Linked DNA regions of Mus musculus: regions 1, 3 and 4 are each linked to region 2. Evidence: chromatin contacts called from public HiChIP or PLAC-seq data. All regions are on one chromosome and are shown on one strand. Each heading gives the region's core, a stretch centred on a gene start, on an enhancer-like site or on the middle of the called end of the contact. The rest is flanking DNA. Distances are from core to core; before and after follow the strand shown. Region 1 has its middle 110 kb from the start of Gm5464. Region 2 holds the start of 1700001G11Rik (RIKEN cDNA 1700001G11 gene). Region 3 has its middle 21 kb from the start of Gm41181. Region 4 holds the start of Adra1a (adrenergic receptor, alpha 1a).

The links. HiChIP or PLAC-seq counts read pairs in DNA pulled down with a chosen protein or histone mark.
Region 1: an H3K4me3 HiChIP or PLAC-seq map of embryonic stem cells shows a contact between it and region 2, with 5 times the contacts expected there. The contact joins the enhancer-like site here to the promoter of 1700001G11Rik in region 2. A contact is called at or near these places in 10 of 115 datasets of contacts at active chromatin or transcription factors (embryonic basal ganglia, embryonic midbrain, embryonic stem cells and 4 more).
Region 3: a contact with region 2 is called in an H3K27ac HiChIP or PLAC-seq map of bone marrow-derived dendritic cells, with 2.7 times the contacts expected there. The contact joins the enhancer-like site here to the promoter of 1700001G11Rik in region 2. A contact is called at or near these places in 3 of 484 Hi-C or Micro-C datasets (cerebellar granule neurons, cerebellum and palatal mesenchyme) and 2 of 115 datasets of contacts at active chromatin or transcription factors (bone marrow-derived dendritic cells and double positive thymocytes).
Region 4: an H3K4me3 HiChIP or PLAC-seq map of embryonic stem cells shows a contact between it and region 2, with 10 read pairs. The contact joins the promoter of Adra1a here to the promoter of 1700001G11Rik in region 2. A contact is called at or near these places in 2 of 115 datasets of contacts at active chromatin or transcription factors (embryonic stem cells and large pre-B cells).

Annotation. Positions count from the first base shown.
Region 1 is chr14:66,753,232-66,759,163 of GRCm38.p6, reverse strand. It overlaps a transcript of Adra1a not described here. Among named protein-coding and RNA genes, the nearest start is that of Gm5464, 110 kb to the left of the region's middle. Within about 2 kb of position 1,918, at least 2 of the 459 cell types and tissues checked have an H3K27ac peak or open chromatin away from gene starts, as enhancers often do. A contact at or near this core is called in embryonic stem cells, where this site is marked.
Region 2 is chr14:66,295,767-66,301,338 of GRCm38.p6, reverse strand. 1700001G11Rik (RIKEN cDNA 1700001G11 gene) reads left to right here and starts at 4,210. Exons shown (of 3, transcript NR_038077.1): 1 at 4,210-4,530; 2 at 5,195-5,384. It overlaps Trim35 (tripartite motif-containing 35), which reads right to left and starts at 4,314. Exons shown (of 6, transcript NM_029979.3): 1 at 3,790-4,314. The coding sequence starts at 4,269.
Region 3 is chr14:65,878,610-65,885,068 of GRCm38.p6, reverse strand. No RefSeq gene overlaps it. Among named protein-coding and RNA genes, the nearest start is that of Gm41181, 21 kb to the left of the region's middle. Within about 2 kb of position 2,003, at least 39 of the 459 cell types and tissues checked have an H3K27ac peak or open chromatin away from gene starts, as enhancers often do. A contact at or near this core is called in bone marrow-derived dendritic cells and double positive thymocytes, where this site is marked.
Region 4 is chr14:66,632,123-66,638,291 of GRCm38.p6, reverse strand. Adra1a (adrenergic receptor, alpha 1a) reads right to left here and starts at 3,041. Exons shown (of 4, transcript NM_001271760.1): 1 at 2,689-3,041; 2 at 1-838. The coding sequence starts at 714.

The sequences.
Region 1 (5,932 bases), core at 669-3,168, 460 kb before region 2:
TAGAGATGGGGCAGCTGGCTCTTTGTGGGAAGTTTTGACAATCCAAGTTATTTCTTTCCCCACCATTACTTCTTTGAGTGGATCAAACGAGGACTGTAGCATTTCCCTGTGCTGATTTTTCAAGAGCATCATATTCTACAAGATATGGATGCTTGTTAGAGTTTCAGTATCCATCAAGGCTTATGCTGAATTTTTATTTCCATTGTGAGACATTAAGAAGAGAAACTTAACCTTCAATGGGATATATGTATCACCCCCTCTTCCCTGCTCAAGTCTCAGGAGAAGGGGCGGAGCTAATGTTAAGTATGAGGGGCTTGAAGAAGTGCTGTGAGACTCTGCCTTCTAGCCAGGGCATGACCACTGAACAACACAAACTCACAGCAGCTGTGGTTACCTGCACAAGATCCAGCCCATCAATATGCTACCCACACACAAGGAAAAAAAAAAAACACCCTACCCACATACTTGCAAAAAACCCTAATTGAACTCAGGGAGTCATGAAAACAGACATGAAAACTGGGAAGGGGAGCATGTATTGAGACAAAGAAGGGGTTCAGAGGGAGTGGGATAGACAATGTGGGGAGACTATGGTCCATGTACAATATATACCTGAATATACTAGGTACCTATGTGAAATTCTCAAAGAATTAGTACAACATTACTTAAGAAAGAAGTGAGACCCTTAGAAGTAATTAGGTCATGAGACAGAGCCCTTATTAGTAAGTTAATCCCTTCACAGACTGATGGATTAATGATTAGTGCATTGTCTGGATAGTGCACATTACGAAAACCAGTTTGATTTTGTCACTCACTTTTACCCTCTCAGCACCTCATTCCCTATTACCAGCAAAAAAGCAACCACTAGGGACAGGCTCTTGACCTGTATCTCCCAATCTGTTGAACCATGAGCTGACTAAACCTTTATTCTTAATGAACTACCCAGTCTCTGGTAAATGGATACAGTGACAATAATGGACTATGTGTAACATTACTGGTTGAAAACATTTTTTTCAATAGGCCAGAATTTTAAGCATCATGGACTCTGAATCCCAGTGGAAAAATTTAAACATTAAATAAATAAATAAATGTAGTGAGGTTAAATTCATCCTTCTCAGATGAGTCCCTAAGGACCTGCCCTGTACACTGGGTATTCTGTTCCCTCCTTGTTTTTGGTGTGGCCTAACCTCTTGATCATTCTTGAAGAACTGACTGGGCTCCTGGTGAGCTGGAAAATACTTTGTGGAGTGAGATAGGTAATCTGACCCTACAGTAGAAGGTGACCCAGGTCAGTGTTGACGATAGCTACAACAACTAACTTCTGAAGGTCTAGGGATTTTTAAACACTCATACACATCACTTATTTTATCCCCAATGACCTTGTGTGCTATATTGTCACCCATGTATCCATAGTACAAAGACAAACACCTAAGCTTTGGGAGGTTAAGAAACTGGGTGTGGTCTCACAGTTGGTAAAGGGATTTCCAGAATCCAAGTTCGAATCTAAATCCTTAGCTAAATCTTGACACCTCATCCTCTTTCCCCACCATGGATAACAATGGAGTGAAACTTGTGGCGTTTAATGTTAGAAATGCTACCTCCAGTTTGGGTGAGTTTTGACTACACACAAACCCACACAGTGTGGTCACAACTGAGACCAAGATCCAAGGTATGTCAATAAAGATTTTCTCTAACACATTAGTTTTTGCAAAGGAAAAGATGGGTCAGTACAGGGAGTGTTTAATAGCTTTCATTTTTCTCTTGAGAGCAAAGAGTTTTCTAGGAAAAATAGCATTTCAAAGGTTGAGGCTGATTGCTCTGAGAAGAGAGGGGAGAGCTTGATTTACGGGAAGAGGCACTGAAAATGTGGTACCTGAATGACAATGAGGATCTGCAGCAAAGAGCCCTGCCTCACCGTGCTCAGTGCTTGTTTGTGTGAGCCCTGGCCAGGGATGGCTGAAGAGAATTGTTCAGTCACTAGGGAAGAGTGAGACTGACATTTGAAAGAACGAGAAAAACACAGAACCAGGATGGGCAGGAAGTTGTGAGTTCTTCCTTAGCATTAAGAGGTCACTCAACTTATTTACACAATCAATGGATATTTCTGAGCTCTTGCTGTGCACTAGGCTTTGTATTAGATGAGAAGACAAACAGAAATTCTAACAGTCATGGTTCCCATAGGACCAAATGGAGCTCGGGTTCTGTTGAGGCATGCTAACTAAATTCAGCCAGCCCTCAAAATCCATGGGTCCTATACACGTGGTTCTGACCAACTGTGGATCAGGCATATTTGGAGAAGGTCTGGGGAGATGTTGTTGTACAAGCATAAGGACCTGAGTTCAGAACCCCAGTAGCTATGTAAAATCCTGATGTTTCGGGACACACCTATAACCTCAGTACAGATAGGGCAGAGGCGGGCCAATCCCAGGGGCTTGATGTCAGACTAATCCTGCCAGTGTGGTGAACTCCAGGTTCAGTTGGGGACCTCGCCTAACAAATAAGGCAGAGAGTGACAGGGAAAAGACACTTGGCATGTATTCTGATCTCTATAGGCACATACAGGGGTGAGCAATCTCACTCCCAATATAAACACATTCAATACATATACACACACACACGTGAGTACACACATACTAAAATATAGTGTGTGTGAAACATTTATCAGTTCTAAACATGTATAGACTTCTTCTTGTCACTAGGCTTTATACAATAGAGCAGTTGTTCTCAGCCTGTGGGTTGCTATTCCTTTGGGGGTTGAATGACCCTTCCACGGGGGTCAGTATTAGATATATTGCATATCAGATATTCACAGTTATGAAGTAGCAATGGAATAATTTTATGGTTGGGAGTCACCACAACATGAAGAACTGTAATAAATGGTTGAAGCTTTAGGAAGTGTTAGATTTCAGACTGGGAGGTGTCTATTTAACGTATCAAAGCAGACCTGGCCTTCAGGTTCTCCCAGCATCCCTCAGTCCATACCTGTTACAAGATATGGCTGGCATACCCCACCTCCTACCCTGAACTTTTCAGTCCAGGGGCTAGGCTTCCTCTCCCCTAGAGACTCTTACCTATACAACCCAGACATTTTGCTTTCATTCTCTCTGTCTCTGTCTCTGTCTCTTTCTGCTGCTCTCTGTTGCTATCTGTCTCTGTCTGTCTGTCTGTCTGTCTGCCTGTTTGTCTGTCTCTCCACTTCTCTCTCCCTGTGTGCACATGCTTCCCTTCCCCCTCCCCTATCTCTGTGTTTGCAGGGCTATTTCCCTGGCCCTCTTCATTGGGACTAGTGAGCCTGCCCGAGAGCTGCCCCCAAATAAATTTGCTTTTTGACTCTCTATTCGGCTTGAATTGGCTTATTTCATCGGTGGCTGAGAACCATTGCAATAGGACATACCAATGATTTATGTTACATTGCATTGTGTTCTGTGTACAAGTAATGCAGAGATGACCTGATGTAAACAAGAAGATGTGCAGAGCTAATACACACATGCTATGCTCTTGTAGAGAAGGGACTTGGGCACATCTGGGTTTTGGTATATCCAAGATGGTACACCATGGAGTCAGGACCTCCCAGACACAGATATCTACTTACAAATCACACTTCTGCTTAACAATCTTGTAAGCACTGTAAGTGGGGGCAGCTATTAGAGTATGTACCCAGAAGATCTGACATAGCCTTGGCATCTGGGAGGGGCAGAAGAGTAGAAAGAGGTTAGAGATATGGAAGAACTTTCCCCACAGGCAGGCACGAGGCACAGTTGAAGAAGCAGAGGCAGCTGTTGGAGAGGGCAGAAGGAGTCCAGTCTGTGTTGGTGAGAAGGGGATTGTATGCAGAGACCATCAGGGTGTCAGTTTTAAGCAGAGAAGAACACGACTGACTCCGCAGAAGAGCAGGGAGTATTTTAGCCCAGCCCTCATTTGTCAGCCCAATTTGTCATTTTCTCAGTTTAGTCCTCTTTGATTAAATTCCTTACAGATCCTCCCAGAAGCATCTTCGGACAAAATAGAGCATAGGATTTCTAGATGTTGGCCAGTCCCCTTCTCCTTAAGCACAGTTGGCACCCACACTGCTGGATGTAGAAAAGACCTACCCAGGGGTCTGTGCCGAGTGCTCCACAGCTCCTCTGGTCCCCACCAACCACACCAGTCACTGAATGCTTTAGTGTTTGGCAAATTCCCATCACAAGAGACAAGGTACTTGTGGTAGAAGATGTTTTTAAAGGACAATCAGGTGCCACTGGAGGTGAGCCATCAATTTGAGGGCTTGATCAGTGTCAGTCAGTCAAATGACTTCTGTGTGTACTCTCCCCAGAGAAGCAGGCAGAGCCAGTTCCAAATGGAAGAGAAAGTCAATTCAAGGGCCCCACCAGATGTGGCTCAGATAAAGAGCCTGGTAGCATTTATCACTGTCTCTTTATTCCCTTTTAATCCTGCTCCTTAACCCAGCTGACAGATGGCACTCCAGAAGAATAGGTTTAAGTGGCCTGAGGGTTTATCTTGAATGCCGACTTGATTGGATTGAGAGACACCTTAGGAGATTTGTAGAGCACACTCCCACTTGTGTCTGTGAAGGCTTGCGAAAGATGATTAGACCACAGGGCAAGGGGCTGCTCACATAAATTGTGCTTAGTCCATGGATGGCTAAAAAAATTGAACTATTGGTAGCTGGTAAAATGAGAAAAGTAGGATCTAGTTGGAAGAAGAGTGTGATTAGGAGTGTATGTGTGTATGTATGAGTGTGAGTATATGTGAGTGTGTGCTCGAATGTGTGAATGTGAGTATTTGTGTCTGAGTGTGTGAGTGTGTGCATGTGTGAATGTGTGTGTGAGTGTGTGCTTGAATGTGTGAGTGTGAGTATTTGTGTCTGAGTGTGTGTGAGTGTGCATGTGTGAATGTATGTGTATGTGTATGAGTATGAGTATGTGTGTCAGTGTGTGTGTATGTACATGTGTGAGTGTGTATTTGAATGTGTGTGTGTGAGTGTGAGAGTGTGTGTATATGTGTGTGTATGTGCATTGTGAGTTTGAATGTGTATGTGTGAGTAGGTGTATTTGTGTGTGAGTGTGTGTGTGATTGTGTGTGAGTGGGTATATTTGTGTGTGTGTGTGTGAGTGGGTGTATTTGTGTGTGAGTGAATGTATATGTGAGTGGGTGTATTTGTGTGTGTGTGTAAATATGTATGTGAGTGTGTGTGATTGTGTGTGTGAGTGGGTATATTTGTGTGTGTATGTGAATGTGTGTGTGAGTGTGTGAGTGCGAGTGTGTATGTTTGGGTGTGTATGTATGTGTGGATGTGGATGTGTGGGTATGTATGAGTGTCTTAAAAGAATGGATCTTGGTTCCTGCTTGGTGGTTTCTTTCTGCTTTTCAGTTGCCACAAAGCAAGCAGTCTCTGCACATGCTCCGACCACCATGATGCTTAGCCCCACTCAGGCTGTGCAACAGATCCAGCTGACTGTGGACTGAAGCCATGAGCCCAAAAAAGTCTTTCTTTACTGTAATTTACATTCTCAGGGATCCACCACAATGGCGACGAGTCTAGCACGTGTGGGCATTGCTCTGATAAGGACATTAAAAGCCACCTCACCTCTGCTTCCACTGTGCATATGGAGGTAGTGGACAAATGTCAGGAGTGACTTCTGTCCATTCACTGTGACTCTGCAATAGAACTCAGATTATCGGTTGCAGCAGCAAGCGCCATTACCCACTGAGCTATCTCACCAGCCCTGGGAAACGCTTCTTAAGATTGACGCATCGAGTTTGTGTTATTAAAATGTATTCTGAAGGTGGCTTTGGGGTACCAGTGACATTGGTGTCTTAAAGTCTCGTCATTTAGAAGCGATGGAATAAAGCATCATCACAAATGGCCCACAAACTAGGAGGACTACAGTTTACAACACTACAAATCATAAGTACTTGGGACTTCTTTTCAATG
Region 2 (5,572 bases), core at 2,961-5,460:
TCTCTACATTCCATAAATGTGTTATAGGCTTTTCCAGAAACAAATCCAGTGTTAATTACAATGGCGACCTCCGTCCACTGAGCACTCGCTATGCCCCCGTCCGCACTCATCCGCGCACTGTGGGTCACTTCGTTACCACATTCGTTCTCTCCAGTAAGTACATTAGAGGCCACTCCAGGGAAGGGAATCGGAAGTGCACCGGGGAAGCACCCTGCTCTCTCCAAGAGTGTGAACCTCAATTTGGATTAAGGTTGACAGAAAACTCACAACTCTTTGCCAAGGACAAAGATTTCATTTCACCAATGCAAACAACCTCAAACTAATCTCCCAGCTAGAATGGCACTGATTCTAGTTTTACTGAGACGCAGTATGCCAACTTCCTTTGGTCACTGCTTATATGAGGAACTTTATCCGTATACACATAAGCAATAGCACATCTAAGCCATACTGCTGGGATACTTTTCCCTTTGAGAAGAAACGTGGGGTTGGGGAGGCGAGTCAGCCAGTAAAGTGTGTGAAGTAGGAGAACCTCAATTCTGGTCCTGAGCACCCACATACCTGTAGTCTCAGCTCTGGATCCCTGGAGTTCAATGGCCAAACCTAGCTCAAAATGGAGATTCAGATCTAGTGTGAGGCCCGGTGTCAAAATTTAACGAGAGAGAGATCAAGGAAAGGCTGACCTTGCCTACCTCTAGCCCCTGCATACATACACACACCACAACCCCATTAACACACACACACACACACACACACACACACACACACACACAAAGTGTGTCTATGCAAACCTGTGACCACTGTACTCGAGGACTTCCTCTGGTCCCTCTGAGCATTCAGGTTTTTTTCTTGAGCTCTGGATTGATCCGCTATGACATGTTCCAAAATCTTGTCACCCTTCCTTCCATCAGGTCCCACTGCATCAGGACAAAGTCCCAGCTCATCACCATCCCCCTCAGTGTCCCATGAATGTGTCTGCCCCGCCGTAGTGATAGAAAAACGAACACACACAACCTTTATTACTTTTGCAGGACTGTGAACCACAAACCCAACAGGACAACCAGAGAAAAGAATTCTTCATTTTGCTGCTCTGAAAGTGTCAGCTTTGTCCCTCACAGGGGTGGGAGTATGGGGGGGGGGGGACCAGAGGTGGCCAAGAAGCAGAGATAGGAGCTTTAGGACACAGCCTCCAAGAACAGTTCCACAAACTGCCTTCCTCAAGCTAGGCCCTGTCTCCTACCTTACCTAACCTCCTCAGGAGGCCATCAAGTGATGAACCAGGATTCACTCACAGGGTCAGGGTCCCATTCTTGGAACACTTGCAGGCACTCAAGAAGTTGTACTTTACTGCCACAGTCAAGATTAACCCTCATACAGCTTCAGGGGTTCTGTGGACAGTAAATTTTGTTAATACTTCAGGGCACCTAACACAGAGTAAGAAATCCTCAGAGATTATTGCTGCTGGGTTATCAACACGGAGGCCAAAGGGATCTTTCTAAGCACCCACCTCTGGGATTCCTGAGGGTACCCGGCAGGGCCAAGCTTAGTCAATCTCACCATTCTTACCTGACAGTGGGTCATTCCTATGCTGCCTGCTCCCTTAACAAGCCATACCCATCTCCAACCACACTGAACCAGCTTATCTAATGACTGCCTCACCAACTCCTCTGAAATGTCGACTACTGCAAACAGTGTTCTTGTTTGGTTTCTGCTGCCATGACAACCAAAAAGCAACTCTGGGAAGAAAGGGTCTATTACAGCTTATATTTCCTAGTCATACTCCACCACTGAGGGATATCAGGGCAGGAAATCAAGCAAAACTAATGTAGAAATTATGGAAATAATGGAGGTATGCTGTCTATAAGACATCCCCTCTGATTGGTATGGAAGAGCCCACGTTGGCCTTACACTACCCAGGCAGGACCAATGTACTGGGCCCTCCCACACCCATCACCAATCTAGACAATCTCTCTGACTGGCTGATCCATTTGAGGCAATCCTTCAACTGAAATCCCCTCAGACGACCCTAGGCTGTGTCAAGATGAAATTGAGTAGAACAGGGGGGCTGTCTTGCGGACTTAAGCAGCCGCAATATCTAGAACAGGGTGTGAGAATCAAAGAGGTTCTTAGGATGTTTATTTCACACATGAATACATCATGAAGAGGCCACACTGCATCTGGCTGAGCACACAGCCTGAGGACTCCTGGGATCTTTCAGATCAGCCCCACTCCCTGCTCTTCAAGGCTCACTCACACTGAGCACCCACTGGCTTTGCACCACCATTCTAAGATGCAGAATAAGACTTCAGCCTTCTGGCCTCACCTGGTGTCCAAAGCTTCCTCTCTTCTAGAATCTTCTATATGCTGCAGCATCTTCTTGCAAAAACCTCCCCTCACCTCCTTCACCTGGTTAATGCCTCTAGGTTCTTTAGATTTTTGCTAGAAGCTCCCAGAGAGTGGGAATTATTACCACCTATCTCACTTCCAGTGTCCCTCGGACCTCCTAATCAAAACGAGGCAGCCAGCAAGAACAGAAGGCAGTCTCCAGGCCCACACGCTCTCTGTCCCCTGGATCACAGGCCTTCGGTTGATGTTTTACCCCATTCTGAGGACACCACCCATGCTAATCAGTACCTTTGCTAGCCCAGGGGAATTCGAACCAGGACCTAAACTTCTAGGCTGTCTATTTCAGCTATGCCAAATAAGAGATCTAGCACTAATGAACGAGGGAACAGGCACTATGAACCACTGCTGAGCTAATATGATGGATAACTGGAGGAACGTGGATGTAGACAGCACCCATCTGCTCTGCTTCCAATCTGTATGGAGCTGCCATCAACTGCTGATTCTCAAAAAAAGACATTTCACCAAGTGGAGAAAGGGCGTCTGAAGATCAGGCCCAGTGGGCTCTTACAGTACCTCCTTTTCACTATGTCAGGCTTCCTAGTGGCTAACCCTGGGCCCTCCCAACTGTGGGTCTGACCCGTGTGTTAGTGGCTGATGAAACAAATTTAGCTGTTTCAGTACATCAATGACTTTAAACGAGAAAAGTAACAAGATACTGCCAGAGTAAAATGGACATTTCAGAAACCCTTTAAAAAAAGAAAAATCAGTCAATATGTCAGTATGAATGTTTTGGAAAGCAATGGAGCATGCATATCTAAGCGATTAGGTCAAATTGTTATCGAAAATGTCTGCCTTTTTTTTTTTTTTTTTTCTGTTTTAGAACAAAGACTTTTTCACTGGGCCTGGTGGCACAAGCCTGCAATCTCAGCCACTCGAAAGGCTGAGGCAAGCAAAGAAAAGTTCAAGGCCATCCTGGCTAATTTAAGAGCTTGGCTCAAAATCAAAAGTAGGCTTGGGGTGCAGCTGCGAGGTAAAGTACTTGCCTAGCGTGATCTCCTACAGCCCCGACACCCACCCTTCCCCGCCATGCTAGTTTTGCTGTGTCAGCTGCTCTTGGTTTAATTATAACCACTGGAACTCCAGATATTTGGATACTAAGAGTAAGAGGAGCAAGGCAGCAGGCAAGCGCCACAGGCCTTTCTTACGGCTCTGTAACCCGTTGATCAAGGCACTGCTGGGCAGGGGAAATCTCAAGGCCTTAGAACTCTGCTAGGTCCTGGCCTCTTCCATTTCTAAAATGACCGCGCCAAGCCCAAATGTCTGCAGACCATACTATTCCCCATCGTTGTTCAGATTGGCCTGGACCGGGGGCAAGATGGTTGCTAGGCCTGGAGGAGGGGGAGGGGCAGGCCGGGGGTCCCCAGGGCGGGCTGGCGCGGTGCTCACCCGGAAGTCTTGCGCAGTGTCCTTGATGGGCTGCACACGATGCTCTTGGTGCCGGGCGTCGGCCTGGCAAGCACAGCACAGCAGCTCCTTGTCCTCCAGGCAGAAGAGCGTGAGCGGGGCACGGTGCGCACGGCAGGGGCGCGGGGACCGGCGACCGGTCCAGCGCGCGCCCTCAGCCTCCTCGCGCAGCAAGGTCTCCACCAGGTTGTTGAGCGTGTGGTTGGTGCGCAGCTCCCCGGGCACCGCTCGTTCCTTGCACACCGGACACGAGGGCGTCGTCTGCACCTCCCAGCAGCCGCTCACGCACCGGCGGCAGAAGTTGTGGCCACAGCGCAGAGTTACTGCGTCGCGGAACGGGTCGTAGCACACGGCACACAGCAGCTCCTCTTTGAAGGAGCGCGAAGGCCCCGGGGACACAGAAGGGCCCGGCTCCATCGCAGGAGCAGCCGCCGTCACCACCACCGGTGTCGCCGCCTTCATGCCTAGCCTGCGGGCGTTGTCCCTGCTGAAGATCTGGGAGCTTAAGGCGGCTCCAACCAATCACGGATGGGCTTTGAGGGCGTGGACCCTCCCACTTCCGTCTTGCGCGGGGTCTCCCAGAGGAGGTGTGGTCCGCGATCTCCGTTAGCTCCAAGGCGGAAGGATCTGTCGTCCCACTGCAGTGTCGGGTTTCCGTTGTCAAATAGGAAGTGAAGCCACGGGCCGCCATCCTTAAGCAATTCCCGCTATCTCAGACTCCTGGTATAGATGGGAAGGGATGTCCATGGCTTAACTCCTGAGCTCCCTAGGTGGGGTCTGAACCTGGGCCCAAAGCAGTAGGGGGGGGGGAGGTCATGCAGCACTGGGAATGGTTTCTCAAAACCCTCACATAGGTCGTCCGCTGACTTTGGTCGGGCTTACTGCCACCTCGAGGTAGCGGGAAGACCTGAGGAGTTGAGATTCCCGGCTTGTGGTTGGATAAATGAGTTCCAGTGTAAAATGGTGGTTTCCGTGAAAAGGACGTGTGAGAACGAAATTAATAGGGAAGCATGCTCGTGGCATCTTCATTAAAGTCAGGGTGAGAAAGTCGTGATGAACATGCTTGTAATCTCAGCATTTGGGAGGCTGGGGCAGGAGGATCAAGAGTTTGAGACCAGCCTGGGTTACACAGGGACACTTAAAAAAAAAAAAAAAATCCACTTTGGATTCTGGCAAGAAAGGCAGTCTGAATGTTCCCAGCTGCCCATTCCTAGTTGATATTTGTAACCTTCCGCTGCTGTCTTACCCCAACATACACACTAATTCAGCAAGGCACTGCAGATTTGCAAATTCCTTGGGATCATATGAAACAATTTTTAAAAAATGCACTAGATAAACAATTACAAAAGGCAGTGTGTTTGGGTCTCTTTCCTATTCCTCTTGCCAGAACCACAGACGGGATGGTTTATAAAGAATAGAGGTTCCAGAGGCAGGGATATTCAAGAACTGTGTGCCAGCCTTCCTGCTGCATCTTGATGCGATAGAGAGAGTCACATGCCCAGACAGACAAGCCTGCCTGCTCAGATCTCACTTCTTCCTGTAAAGCCACTGGTGGTGTTTATGGAAAGTCCATGCTGGTAAGTTTTGTCAACTTGACGCAAGCTGGAGTCATTTGGAAAGAGGAAACCTGAAGGGAGAAAACATCTTATGGAAGAAACCATCCATAAGATGGTTCTGTAGGAGGCTTGATTGATTTGGGAAGGCCTAGTCCCCTGTGGGCTATGTCCCTCCCCCCATGCACTCCCTCAACCCCCCCCCCCCCAGG
Region 3 (6,459 bases), core at 754-3,253, 410 kb after region 2:
ATGAGTCTATAGGGACCATTCTCACTCAAATGATTGGGGGTGGGGGCAGAAGAGAGTTTGCAGAAGTGATATCGAAACTGAGATATCTTTTTTTTTTTTTCAAGCAAGGAGGAGTCTTGGTAAAGGAAATGGCAAAGAAAAGAGAGGGAGAACAGAGAGCAGGTGCAGAGGGTGCAGCGCAGCCTCATGGAGGAGCAGGACAGGTTCAGCAGGGGGAGTAGAGTTTGTGCTACAGGAAGTCCAGGAGGAAAGGAGATGGGTGAGGGTGAGCATAGAAGCTCAGTGGGCCAATCGGAAGCCTAGATTCCAGCCTGCGTCTGCATTTGATTGGATAGTTTCCAAACAAATCAAGAGACAATGCACACTTGAACTAAGAGAGCAATGGGGGCAGAGAGGAAGAAGGTGGAGAAGAAGCAGCAACTGAACTGGACTCCCAGGAGGTCTGGGAGCGGGAGGGCAGCAACACTTCCAGCAGAAGGAAACAGTGCTGGTTTGGAAGGATAATTCTGGGGAAAGCTAGCCTACCCCACAGAGCCTGATGAAGAGCTCCGAAGAAAGTGAGGGTACTGGGTAGAAAGGGGGATGAGGCAAGAAATGGAGGACACAGGGTGGAAAACCTCTCTACCTTTTTAAGTGCTGGATGTCAGACACCTGCCTGTTGGGCTGGGGATTAGGGCTCCTTCTCAGGAGGAGAAGAATAAAAGATGCAGTGGACTTAGGACTCCAGGCACCCCATCTTGAAGGTAAGATTGAAAACCAAAACAAAGTGATTGACAGCTGTCTAACCAGTTGGGTTCCCTGGACCTTCCTCTTGTCATCTTTGCCCATGGCCATCTTTCCCAAACTCTTTGGGAAGGTGACAAGGACTAGAACCTCCAAATAGGGTCCCTTCTGCAAGATGAGTCTTCGGATGAAGTCATCATTATGTGAAGGACTTGGAAACTCTGCCTGGGATGTGGCTCAATGGTATGGTGTCTGCTTGTTCTATCCAAGACCTAATGTTCAATCTCCAGGGGGGTACCAGCTAACATGGAGTAAACACACATCAGAAACAAGAGGGGCCCTTGTCTCAATAAGCTGGAAGAAAAGTCTCAGCCCCTGAAAGCTATCCTCTGGCCTCCTCATGTGCTCTGCAGCATTCTCGTGATGGTATACACATGCATGTCTGCCCACACAAAAATAAATTGAATTTTTAAAAGTAAAAGGTTACTGGTCCATAAGTAAGGCCTAGGTAATGGGTCCGGGGAGGAGGAATAAGGACCAAGTCAGAAGGCCCTGTCCTCCTGCCCACACTGCTGCAGACACACTCACCTGCACCCTGCTATACTAGTTTGCTCTTCAGTGAACCCCATTGAACCCCAGAGACTGCAGGCGCAAACACCTATGGGTAATTGGAATTTAACACTAGGTAGAGGAGGCCAGGATCCAATGGAAGCCAGTTCAGATTCCCCAGCTCACACAGATCCCCCCTACTCAGAATCAGTTGGCCTCCTGGGCCAGTTGTCTGCCTCTAGGCCCGGGGCCCTCCTGTGTCTAGAGGAATAGGATGCTAGCTTAGTCTGGAGCCAGAAAATCCAGCTGTGCCATCTGACTCACCCTGATGCCTGAGATACCTAGCCACAGACAACTCTGATTCACACATTTCAACCCTTCACCAGATCCCAGACACTCACCCTGTTCCTCTCCCCGTCCCTCTCCCTGTCCCCCAAACACCCTTTCTCCAGGTGACTAAAGGGCTGACCTGGGCTTTTCTACCCTGGGTAGCAGGGATTAACACTCCTGGGTCAGTGAATTAAATAGTGATTGATTGCAAAAAGTCAAAGAGAGACTTCTCTTACGCTTGAACAATCCTCCCTTACTCCCATTTCTTATATTCTTATGGCTTGGGGGCTGAAAACAATCTTCTCTTGAGGAGAAGGAATTGAAACTGAAGTCTCTCCTTAGGTTTACATACCATTTCTCTCTCTGCAAACTCTTCTGCATACATTACCTCACACATTTGACCTTTACAGCCAGCCATATTGTCACTGAGGCCTCTGAGACTAGAGCCTACTCTGTCTTACTCACCAACTTCTCTTTCTTCCTAGTAAGGGCACAGGAAAGTTTGCCTACAAAGAAAATTCTATGAACTCTTGAAAGGGGCTCTGCTGTTCCTCAGGAGTGGTGGGAGCTAGGCTAAGGGAGGCACCAGGCTTGGAACAGTGGAGGCAGAAGTCCGCAGCACACACCGGCTTTAGTCTCATGTAGAAATATGTACACTTAGGAAACAGCCCTCCAAACCTGGGCCGGACCAAAGAAGACTGCTCTCAGCTTTAATCAGGCTTTGATTTGCAGAGAATGGCGTGGTAAATGTAGACCAAGTGATTAAGGTGCTTAGGATAAGTAAGGGTTGAGTGCTTGGCTCTAAGCAGGACATTTATACCACAAGCTTTAAGGTTCAGATAACATCAGAAGAGTGGAAAGAAATGTTAAGAGCTGGAAGTCAAGGAGACGGACTTCAAGCAGACACAGCCATGGCAAATGGTCTCACAGCAGTTACTTTGTCTACACTGGGCCTGTACGAGATTGCCATGTCAACAGTCAGTAACAGATGAAGGAGGGGCTCGTATTGATAGCCATGCCAAGCTATCGGCTACTGATGGACTCTGGGGGAGGGACAGTCATTGTCTTCAGTTGTACCCAATCGTGAGCCCACCACTCTATGGTGAATAGTTCCAAACACAGTCTGCGCTCACATGGACTCCTGGTTAAAATCAGTGGGTGACAAACCAAAGCTAAGATGCATGAATGTGAGAAAGAGACTCATCAGGAAGAGGAGGGGAAAGGTGAGAGAAAACAGAATACACTATATACATGAATAAAATGCCAAAGGATACATTTAACCAATAAAAACAACTCAAAAAGGAAAAGAGAACTCAGCACTTAGCAAAAGTGAAGAGATCCATGACCCACAAATCCCAGCCATAGAATGTATAACAAGTAGATAAAAAGCGGCAGCCATCTTTGTCTGTGTGTGCCGTCACCACCCACTCCCATTGCCACAAAGGGATCCATTAGAGGTAAAGTCAGAATGCCACCCAGAATGCAGTCAGGACCCCCGAGTCCACACACCATCTGCTGTTTCTGGGTTTACAGGCTGTTGCTTCCTTTTCCCCAACAAATAGGCGCCATTTGTTGAAGAATCCAGGCTATTTTTCCCTGCAGGGTTTCCACAGTCTGGATTGTGCTGTGAGAACTGGAAGAGAAGCTGCACCTGTTGCGCGCTCTCCAAGGCTAGCTGGGTGGTGATAACAAATAATGCCTGTGGTTCTAGAGAGCCAGAATGGTAAAGGCTCAGAATCCAGTTCTTGGGTTGCCCTGAGTTTCCTGATAGCCATTTATCGTGATCTAACGTCCTTGTGGTTATTAGGTAAACCCTTTGGAATGTGTCAACAGACTCCCACCTTCTGCCAACCCAAAGGTTAAGAATGCCACCACCCATCATTTGAGGTCCATAGCAGAGATTTCCCTACTTGGCTGTAACTCACCACCAACCCGATGTTCCCACCAATGTGTTTTAACGTTATTTATAATTCATGTGCCTGGGTGTTTTGCCTGCATGTACACTGTCTGTGTGTTGGAGGGTGTTGGAGCCTCTGGAACTGGAGTTATAGGCAGTTGTGAGCTGCTGTGTGGGTGCAGGGAATTGAAACTGGGACTTCTGGAGGAGCTGCCAGTGCTCCTAACAGCTGAGCCATCTCTCCAGCCCCCTCCCTTGCCCCCAGTGTATTTTTAAAATACCTTGATTTGAGGCTCCTGATTGTAACTCTTGCAGAGGAAACTGGGTTTCATTTCCAGCACCAACATGGCAGCTAACTGTCTCTAACTCCAGTTCCAGGGGATCCAACACCCCCCCCCCTTTGTGGCTTCCTCAGGCACTGCACATGTGATACACACACACACACACACACACACATGCAAAAACACCCATACTCATAAAATAAAAATATAAATATTTTAAATGCCTTGATTTGAGACCAGCAAGATGGCTTTGTAAATGACACCTGCTGCCAAGCCTGAAATGTGGGTTCCATCCCTAAGATCCCACATACTGCCACATGCTGGAGGGATAGAACAGACTCCTGTCATATACACACATGCATGTGAGGAAGAAAACAAACAAATAAGAATGAATATATGAATATATGTACATACATATATATGTATATATCTTAATTTATGACTTTTCTCATTCTGTTACTATAAAAACTTCATAAAACTGTTAAAGGTAGGACCATGTTATTTGAGGTAACTTGGTTCCATGTTCCTGGGCCATGGTTGGTCTCTCACATTTGGCTCTAAAGTAAATTCTATTCCCTTTAAGGTGAGAGCTAAGTTTTTGTGTCCACAGCTGGCTGCATGTCCTTGATATTATACTGTCCCAGATGTTTCCTGGAATGTGCTAGAGCCATAATCCCAAAAGAGGAGATGCAATTCTGAGCAAAAGCCCTTCATGGAGTATGCACCATTAGGAGGCACATGGTGTTTCCTCTGATTCTGTGATGTCCATGCACACTGACAGCCAGTTAGGTTCATCAAGCACCTATGAAAATGGTTGTGCTGGTGCTAACATCTGCATTTAACAGCTGGGATTCCTCCAGCCTTACCTCATCACTCCAGGTAACAATTCTCTTCCAGTATAATTCCTGTAAGAAAGGTAGATAGAACTGTCCACCCCTTTCCTCATTGTTTGCTGTGGTTGTTTTACAGTTTTCAGAGTATGTGTTGAGGTTTGGTCTATTGCTATGTATTGTAATGCTAAATACTGTCATTAAATACTCTTGTCCCCAGGGACAAGACCTTGTGCCTTAATTTAAAACTATCAGTTGAATAAAGATACCTACAGCCTATAAGCTTGGCAGAAGAGAAATAGGTGGGGTTTTGTTCCTGGGCTTGCTTAGGGTGGGGATGGGAGACCACAGGGGAAAGAAAGAAGTGGAGAGAGGAGAGGAGCCACTGGGTAGATGAATTATGAAAGCATGGCCATGAGGGCTGGCCAATTGAGGTTAAGAGCAGGCCAGATGGAACATGGGAAGTTATAACTCTCGGTCATTGACAGGGAAGTAGACATAATAGCACAGAGGGTAGACATCTGCCCAGCTCTAGTGCTGCCCAGCTCTAGTGCTGATTAAGGCTTATTATACATATAAAAGTTGTATGTCTTTCATCTGGGAACTGAATGATCTAAGTTGGGATAGAACCCCCGATCTGAGATTAAAATAATTATTACAACAAATAAGTCTGCTTTTTACCATGCTATCCAAGGAGACAAGGAAAGAAAACACAATTACATAAAAATTATTGTGTGTAAAATACACTATACACTATATTGTAAGCTCCAAAGATGACAAACTAGGGGAAATTCATTTAACTTAGAACAAAAAATCTCATCTGCCTATACATCAAAAGATCAAAAGGAAATGGATGAGGAGACAGAAAACTGTATATAAATATAAATAATATAAGTATAAATAAGAGAAATGCTTGGCCAGAGGTACAGCTAAGTGGTAGAGAAATTGCCTAGTGTGTGTGAGGACCTGGGTTCAATACCAGGACCTCCCCTGGTAGTGGTTTAGTAAATTTATCAGAAATATAATGTACTTTCCCCTTTAACTGAATAATTCTGAACATGTACAAAATTACTTTATGGAGGGTTATTTACTCCTGTATCCCAGTAATTGATCCAAGTGCCCATCTAGTAGGGACTATTTTTAAAATGGCACATGTGGAATAGAATACTGGGGCCGGTGAGATGAATCAGCAGGTAAGGATGCTTGAAGCCAAATCTGATAACCTGAGTTTGATTCCCAGAACCACAGGTAGAAGGAGAAAACTGATCCTTGCAAGCAAACTGACTCCTCTGAGCTCTCCACACAAAATGTGCTGTCTGCAGGCTCACACCTACACACAGAGAGAACAAATAAAGGTAAAGAAAAGGGTATGCAGCATCCAGATCTTTTTTTTTTAAAGGAATGAGGATGTTGTTCTTTGTATATTGATAAGAAAGATCTCCAGGGCACACAATGAATAACCACATTGAGGAAAAGTCTCCAGAGCACGTAATGATTAATCAGAGTCTGGAAAGGGTGTCTATGTGTGTGGCAGACACTGGCATGCTTTTGTCCAAAATGTTTCCTGTTTTCACCTGGGCACAAGACAGACATGGTTCTTAGCCTCCTTTGTAATCAGATGGGTTATTGACTGAGATCTGACCAAGAGGATGTAAATAAAAGTGCCTGAATGGCACTTATCAGAGGTGGTCAATACTGGCAAGCCTTACCAAAGTGAATCAGGGTGTGTAGGGAAGTCCAGTAGCTGGCTGCATCCCTAGGTTGAATAAAACCAAATGTGGACCACAGGGACCGCTCCACTGCTATTAGAGGAGACAGAACAAGGCCCAGTCATGGAATGGGCTGGAAT
Region 4 (6,169 bases), core at 1,792-4,291, 340 kb before region 2:
ACGGTGGATACGGAGCGTCACTTGCTCTGAGTCTGACTTGTCGGTCTTGAGGCCGGACTTGAGGCCTCGGCTTTCTCTCTTGGCTACCACGTAGACTCGACAGTACATAACCAGGATGATGGTCAGTGGCACGTAGAAAGAGCCCAGCGCTGAGAACAGCACGTATCCTGGCTCCTCATTGATTTGGCAGATGGTCTCATCCTCCGGAGCCTGCTGCCTCCAGCCGAACAGGGGTCCGATGGAGATGACCAAGGAAAGCGCCCAGACGCAGAGCAGAGCCCTGACGCCCCTCCTCTGGGTGACAATGGTGGGGTAGCGCAGCGGGTAGCTCACACCAATGTATCGGTCGATGGAGATGATGCAGAGGCCCATGATGGACGCTGTGCAGCATAAGACGTCCACCGCCGCCCAGATGTTGCAGAACACCCTGCCAAAGGCCCAGTAGCCCAGGATCTCAAAGATGGCAGAGAAGGGCAGCACGGTGGAGGTGAGGAGGAGGTCTGCCACAGCCAGGTTGACAATGTAGTAGTGAGTCACCGAGTGCAGATGCCGATGACAGGCCACCGAGAGGATCACTAAAATATTCCCCAAGACCCCGAAAATGATGAGGCCCCCCAAGATCACCCCAAGTAGAATGGCCTTAGAAATGTTCACCTGTGCTGGCGGGTGGGTGCAGTTGGAGCCTTCAGAAGCATTTTCAGAAAGAAGCACCATGGTCCCAGGGAGGGGGCAAGGTCGGGCTTTGGACGGCCACCCTCTGGCGGAGGGCGGAAACGTGAGCCTGAGGAAGCCAAGTCAAAAAATCTCCGCTTGGGGGAATCCTGCGGGCTGGGTTGGGCTGGGGGAGGGAGAGAACACACCTGTTGTAAACCGCCTGGAGCAGCTCTGGGAACCCTCAGAGGGCCACGTTGAGGAACAGAGCATTAAAGGAGACATGGCCAGGCGCGCTCTGGGCTTCTGGGGACACCTTCCAAAGGTTTAAAAGGACATGCTGTGAAAGCCACCAGAAATTACAAAAATCCGCTTCTCTGTGCACTCTGATCCATCCTGTGCATCCACGCAATTAGAAATTCACGAGTCTGTGACTAGTCTTTGCTGAAATGGTTAGCTAAGTGTGGCTCAGCCTTCGAAGCTCAAGGCAGGGACGCTGGGCGAATGGGCGCTGCAGCTGACCGGCAGTGACTCTCAACTTGGCCGCCCATCTATGGGATACCGCTAGCTCCAGTTTCTAGGAGTTCTGGCTAGGTAACATGGGTCTGGAATATTTGCTGAGACCGAAGTGGCCCTGGAGCTTCGTTTATCTGAATTCAGCTGAAAATAAAAAACACAAAGAAAAAGGCAGTCCGTGAGCCAGTCGCCCTGGACAGCCAGGCCCTGGGGAGCTCGCCCAGTAACCAGACTCCTGCTGGGAGCCCGCCGCTCTGCAGTCCATGAGTGGCTTTGTGAGGCCCTGACGTAGGCAACACGGGACAAGGGAGGGGACTGCGTGCTCTGTCCCCCTCTGCAGTCCTCCCCAGTCCTCCCCTCTGGGAAGGTGCCTTCGAATGCTTCACCTTGCCTTGGCTGACCAAGTTCAGAATCCAAAACAAAAGCAAGCAAGAGAGAAAAAAAAAAAAAAAAAAAAAAAACTCCCCACCTCAAATAATGACAATAAAACCCCAAGCTGCAGTAGCTGGAAGCTGAATTTCGAGAGATAGGTTGGAGAAAATAAAGCCCCGAAACGCCCCCTTCCTGCATCACCACCTCAGCTCCACATGCTCGACTGCAGCTGCGGTTGTCGCACAGAGGCAAGCCGGTAGAATCTCAGGGGTGGTGTGGGGATCCTCCGTGTCTCCCTTAGAACAGGTTGCACCATAGTCACCTGGAGAGGGCGGTCTGGGAGTGCGAACCTCGGAGAGCACGGAACCGCAGGGCCGCGCGTACGCTTTCTCCCGCGGAATTTGCGCTCGTGGGAGCAGAGCGCGCGGGTCTGCCTACCAGCCAAGTCACCCTCGAGAAAGAGCTAGGTTCCCAGCAAAGCCAATTCCCAGAGCTAAACAGGGCCCGGATGGATTCAGGCAGGATCTTCAAGGGGCGACCGCTGTAGGGATTCCAGTCTCAAGCCACACCCGGGCTTTCTGGGAGACCTGGGTGGGAGCGCATTATTCCTCGGACCAGGCTTTGTGAGTAGCAGTCACTGCGGATTCCCTAAGGGACTTAAAAAAAAAAAATCAAGTCCCCATGCCAGCAGTCGGGGAAGCCTGGGATTTTCTGGGCTAGGGTTCACGATCTGCCTAAATAACCCGATTTCTACACTGCAAAAGGACCAGACCAGGAGATGTAAGACAGAGGTTTGGGGCTTCGGGACCTGCATACTTTGTCTTTTGGGGTACAGCCCTAAGACTGAGATCTCAGGAGCAGGCTGCTGTGAAAACAATCACAAGTTCAAGCCCTCACAGGTGATAACCAAACCACACCAACACTGCGGAACCCGCTTTCTCCCACTTGGGGTCTATATATGGGTTAAAATGACACTTGTTAACTAGAAGGTAACTTCCCATGGCAAATCAGGGAAACCTGGTGGTTTGGGGTGCTGGTTTCAAAGCCAGTCCCAAAGCGGAGAATCGAGGCTAAGTCCAGGGGCACACCAGCCCACCCCACAACTCGGCCCTGCGGGATGCCGGCGCTCCGCACCGCTGCGCTACTCACCTGCTGCGCGGCTGCGGAGGCCCTGGCGCCAGGAGAAGCGGACCTTCAGTCCTCGCAGAGCCCTCTGGTTCTCTGCAGGAGAACAGGGTCTCCAAAGACCAAGACCCAGTCCTTAGCACCCGCTGACTCACCCCACCACTGCTGAGCCCTCAAACTCCGGGCTCGCTTCTTGCTTCTCCTGGATATTTTAAAATAAAGACTGAAAACAGAGAAAAGAAATGACAAATACAGCGATCCAATAACTCCACGATCACCAGTTTGATATTCAGTTCCTGGACACAGAAAAGAGCGGCTCGGAACTTTGCAGCTCGGGTTGACGTAGTACAGGCAGGCTGTAGCCTAGCGAGTACCGTAATCTCCAGCTGTTACCGTATTCCTCTGCAGCAACCCGCACATTTCGTAAAATTCGGGGTTACTGTCCTTCTCCTTCTTATTTAAAAAGTGGATTTCGTCTCTCTCCCTTCCTGTTTCTCTGTCCCATTTCGATCTCTACTTCCCGTTTACCCCTTCCTCTTTTTTACCCTCATCCCTCCACGCTTGATACTGATCCCCCTCCCTCTCCTTCCCTTCTCTGGGTTTCCCCTATCAATAGGCTGATAAATACATTAAAGAACAAAACCAAATAAAAAACCAACCAACCAAAAGCAGACTCCCTTCCAAGTTCTTACTGAATAGATAATGTGCTCACGGAAATTCCCCAAAGGTTACTTTGAAAAGTTTAGTCCAACTCCCGGCCCGGTTTATTTCAGTCAAGAAGTCGCCTGGCAATGGTGGTAGTGGCATGCCTTTAATCCCAGCACTTGGGAGGCAGAGTTCAAGGCCAGTCTGGTCTACAGAGTGAGTTCCAGGATAGCCAGGACTATACAGAGATACCCTGTCTCGAAAAACCACAACCACAACCACAACCAAAACCAAAAAAAAAAAAAAAAAAAAAAAAAAGGAAGTGTGTGGCTGGTGGTGGCAAATGTGTAGGTGCTTGACATTATTTGCAGATGTTTAAAAAGTACACAAGCCCAGAGAAAGCTCCTTAGACTTGGTTGCAGTAGTTCAAGGAAAATAAAGTCTTTTAAAATATGACCCACCTTTCATTTGGTTACACGGAGTTTTAAAAACTATATGCTCTCAAGGCAATCTCTCCCTCAACCAGTGTCTATAAGTGCACTTGTTTCCAGTTCTCAAAAGAAAATATAACCTTGGAGAAGAGTTTCTTCTCTTTTGTTACTTTTTTTTTTAAACTTGTTTGAGTGGAAAACGTACACAACCAATTTTATTATTTATCTCGTCTGGACAAATTCCACGCTCTGGTTAACTTAGGACTTCGTGAAGTCAAAAGAACTTCAGAGAATTAAGAACAAACAAGAATTTTCCCATTCTGGCTCCCGTTTCCTATGTCTTTCATTGTTATTGACTCGGACAGAGGATGAGTGTTCCAAACACTTGCTAGAATCCCTTAAATCTTGCGATGCTGAGCTAACCTTGGGAGCATGGGGCTACAGCTGCATGTAGCAGGTACAGTCTTCTCTTGCATGTATATATGAAACAATAACTTAGATCACAAAAGCCCTATATTTCTGCTCCCTTTCCTGAACAAACTTGTGTTAGCATTACTCATTTTCCAAAAAAAGATGTTTAGAGAATTTTTTTAATTCGATATTTTCTTCATTTACATTTCAAATGCTATCTCCTTTTCTAGTTTCCTCTCCGAAAGTACCCTATACCCTCCCCAGCCCCACTCCCCAACCCACCCACTCCTGCTTCCTGGCCCTGACATTCCCCTGTAATGGGGCATATAATCTTTGCAAGACCAAGGGCCTCTCCTCCCATTGATGGCCTACTAGGCCATCCTCTGCTACATATGCAACTAGAGACAGGAGATCTGGGGGTACTGGTTAGTTCATATTGTTGTTCCTCTTATAGGGTTGCAGACCCCTTTAGCTCCTTGGGTACTTTCTCTAGCTCCTTCATTGGGGGCCCTGTGTTCCATCCAATAGTTGACTGTGAGCATCCACTTCTGTATTTGCCAGGCACTGACATAGCCTCACAAGAGATAGCTATATAAGGGTCCTGTCAGCAAAATCTTTCTGGCATATGCAATAGTGTCTGGGTTTGGTGGTTGTTTATGGCATGGATCTCCAGGTGGGGAAGTCTCTGGATGGTCTCTCCTTCCCCCTCAGCTCCTAACTTGGTCTCTGTAACTCCTTCCATGGGTATTTTGTTCCCCATTCAAAGAAGGAATGAAGTATCCACACTTCAGTCTTCCTTCTTCTTGAGTTTCATGTGATTTGCAAATTGTATCTTGGATATTCTAAGTTTCTGGGCTAATATCCACTTATCAGTGAGTGCATATCATGTGTGTTCTTTTGTGATTGGGTTAGCTCACTCAGGATGATGCCCTCCAGGTCCATCCATTTGCCTAAGAATTTCATGAATTCATTGTTTTTAATAGCTGAGTAGTACTCCATTGTGTAAATGTACCACATTTTCTGTATCCATTCCTCTGTTGAGGGACATCTGGGTTCTTTCCAGCTTCTGGATATTATAAATAAGGCTGCTATGAACATAGTGAAGCATGTGTCCTTATTACAAGTTGGAATATCTTCTGGGTATATGCCCAGGAGAGGTATTGCGGGATCCTCCGGTAGTACTATGTCCAATTTTCTGAGGAACCGCCAGACTGATTTCCAGAGTGGTTGTACCAGCTTGCAATCCCATCAGCAATGGAGGAGTGTTCTTTCTGCACATCCTCGCCAGTATCTGCTGTCACCTGAATTTTTGATCTTAGCGATTCTGACTGGTGTGAGGTGAAATCTCAGGGTTGTTTTGATTTGCATTTCCCTGATGATTAAGGATGTTGAACATTTTTTTTCCAGGTGCTTCTCAGCCATTCAGTATTCCTCAGTTGAGAATTCTTTGTTTAGCTCTGTACCCCATTTTTGAATAAGGTTATTTGATTTTCTGGAGTCCATCTTCTTGAGTTCTTTCTATATATTGGATATTAGTCCCCTATTGGATTTAGGATTGGCAAAGATCCGTTCCCAAGCGGTTGGTGGCCTTTTTGTCTTATTGACAGTTTCTTTTGCCTTACAGAAGCTTTGCAATTTTATGAGGTCCCATTTGTCAATTCTGGATCTTACAGCATAAGCCATTGCTATTCTGTTCAGGAATTTTTCCCATGTGCCCATATCTTCGAGACTTTTCCCCACTTTCTCCTCTATCACTTTCAGTGTCTCCTTTAGAGACTTTTTAATAGCAGTATGCCACAGAGTTCAGAGAAACAGCCACATGAGACCAGAGGTCCTAGAACACTGAAGACCTAGTACATAGATTTCTTTCTCCTTTATGTGTAAAATCTTACTACCCCCGAGCCTAGAGACATAATACCTACTATGTTTGACTTGTTTGAATTTAGTAGTATTTAAAGAGTATATACATAAGTGGCTTGCTTCTTCAGAAACTTCAAGCACAGAGGAATCCTCGTGGA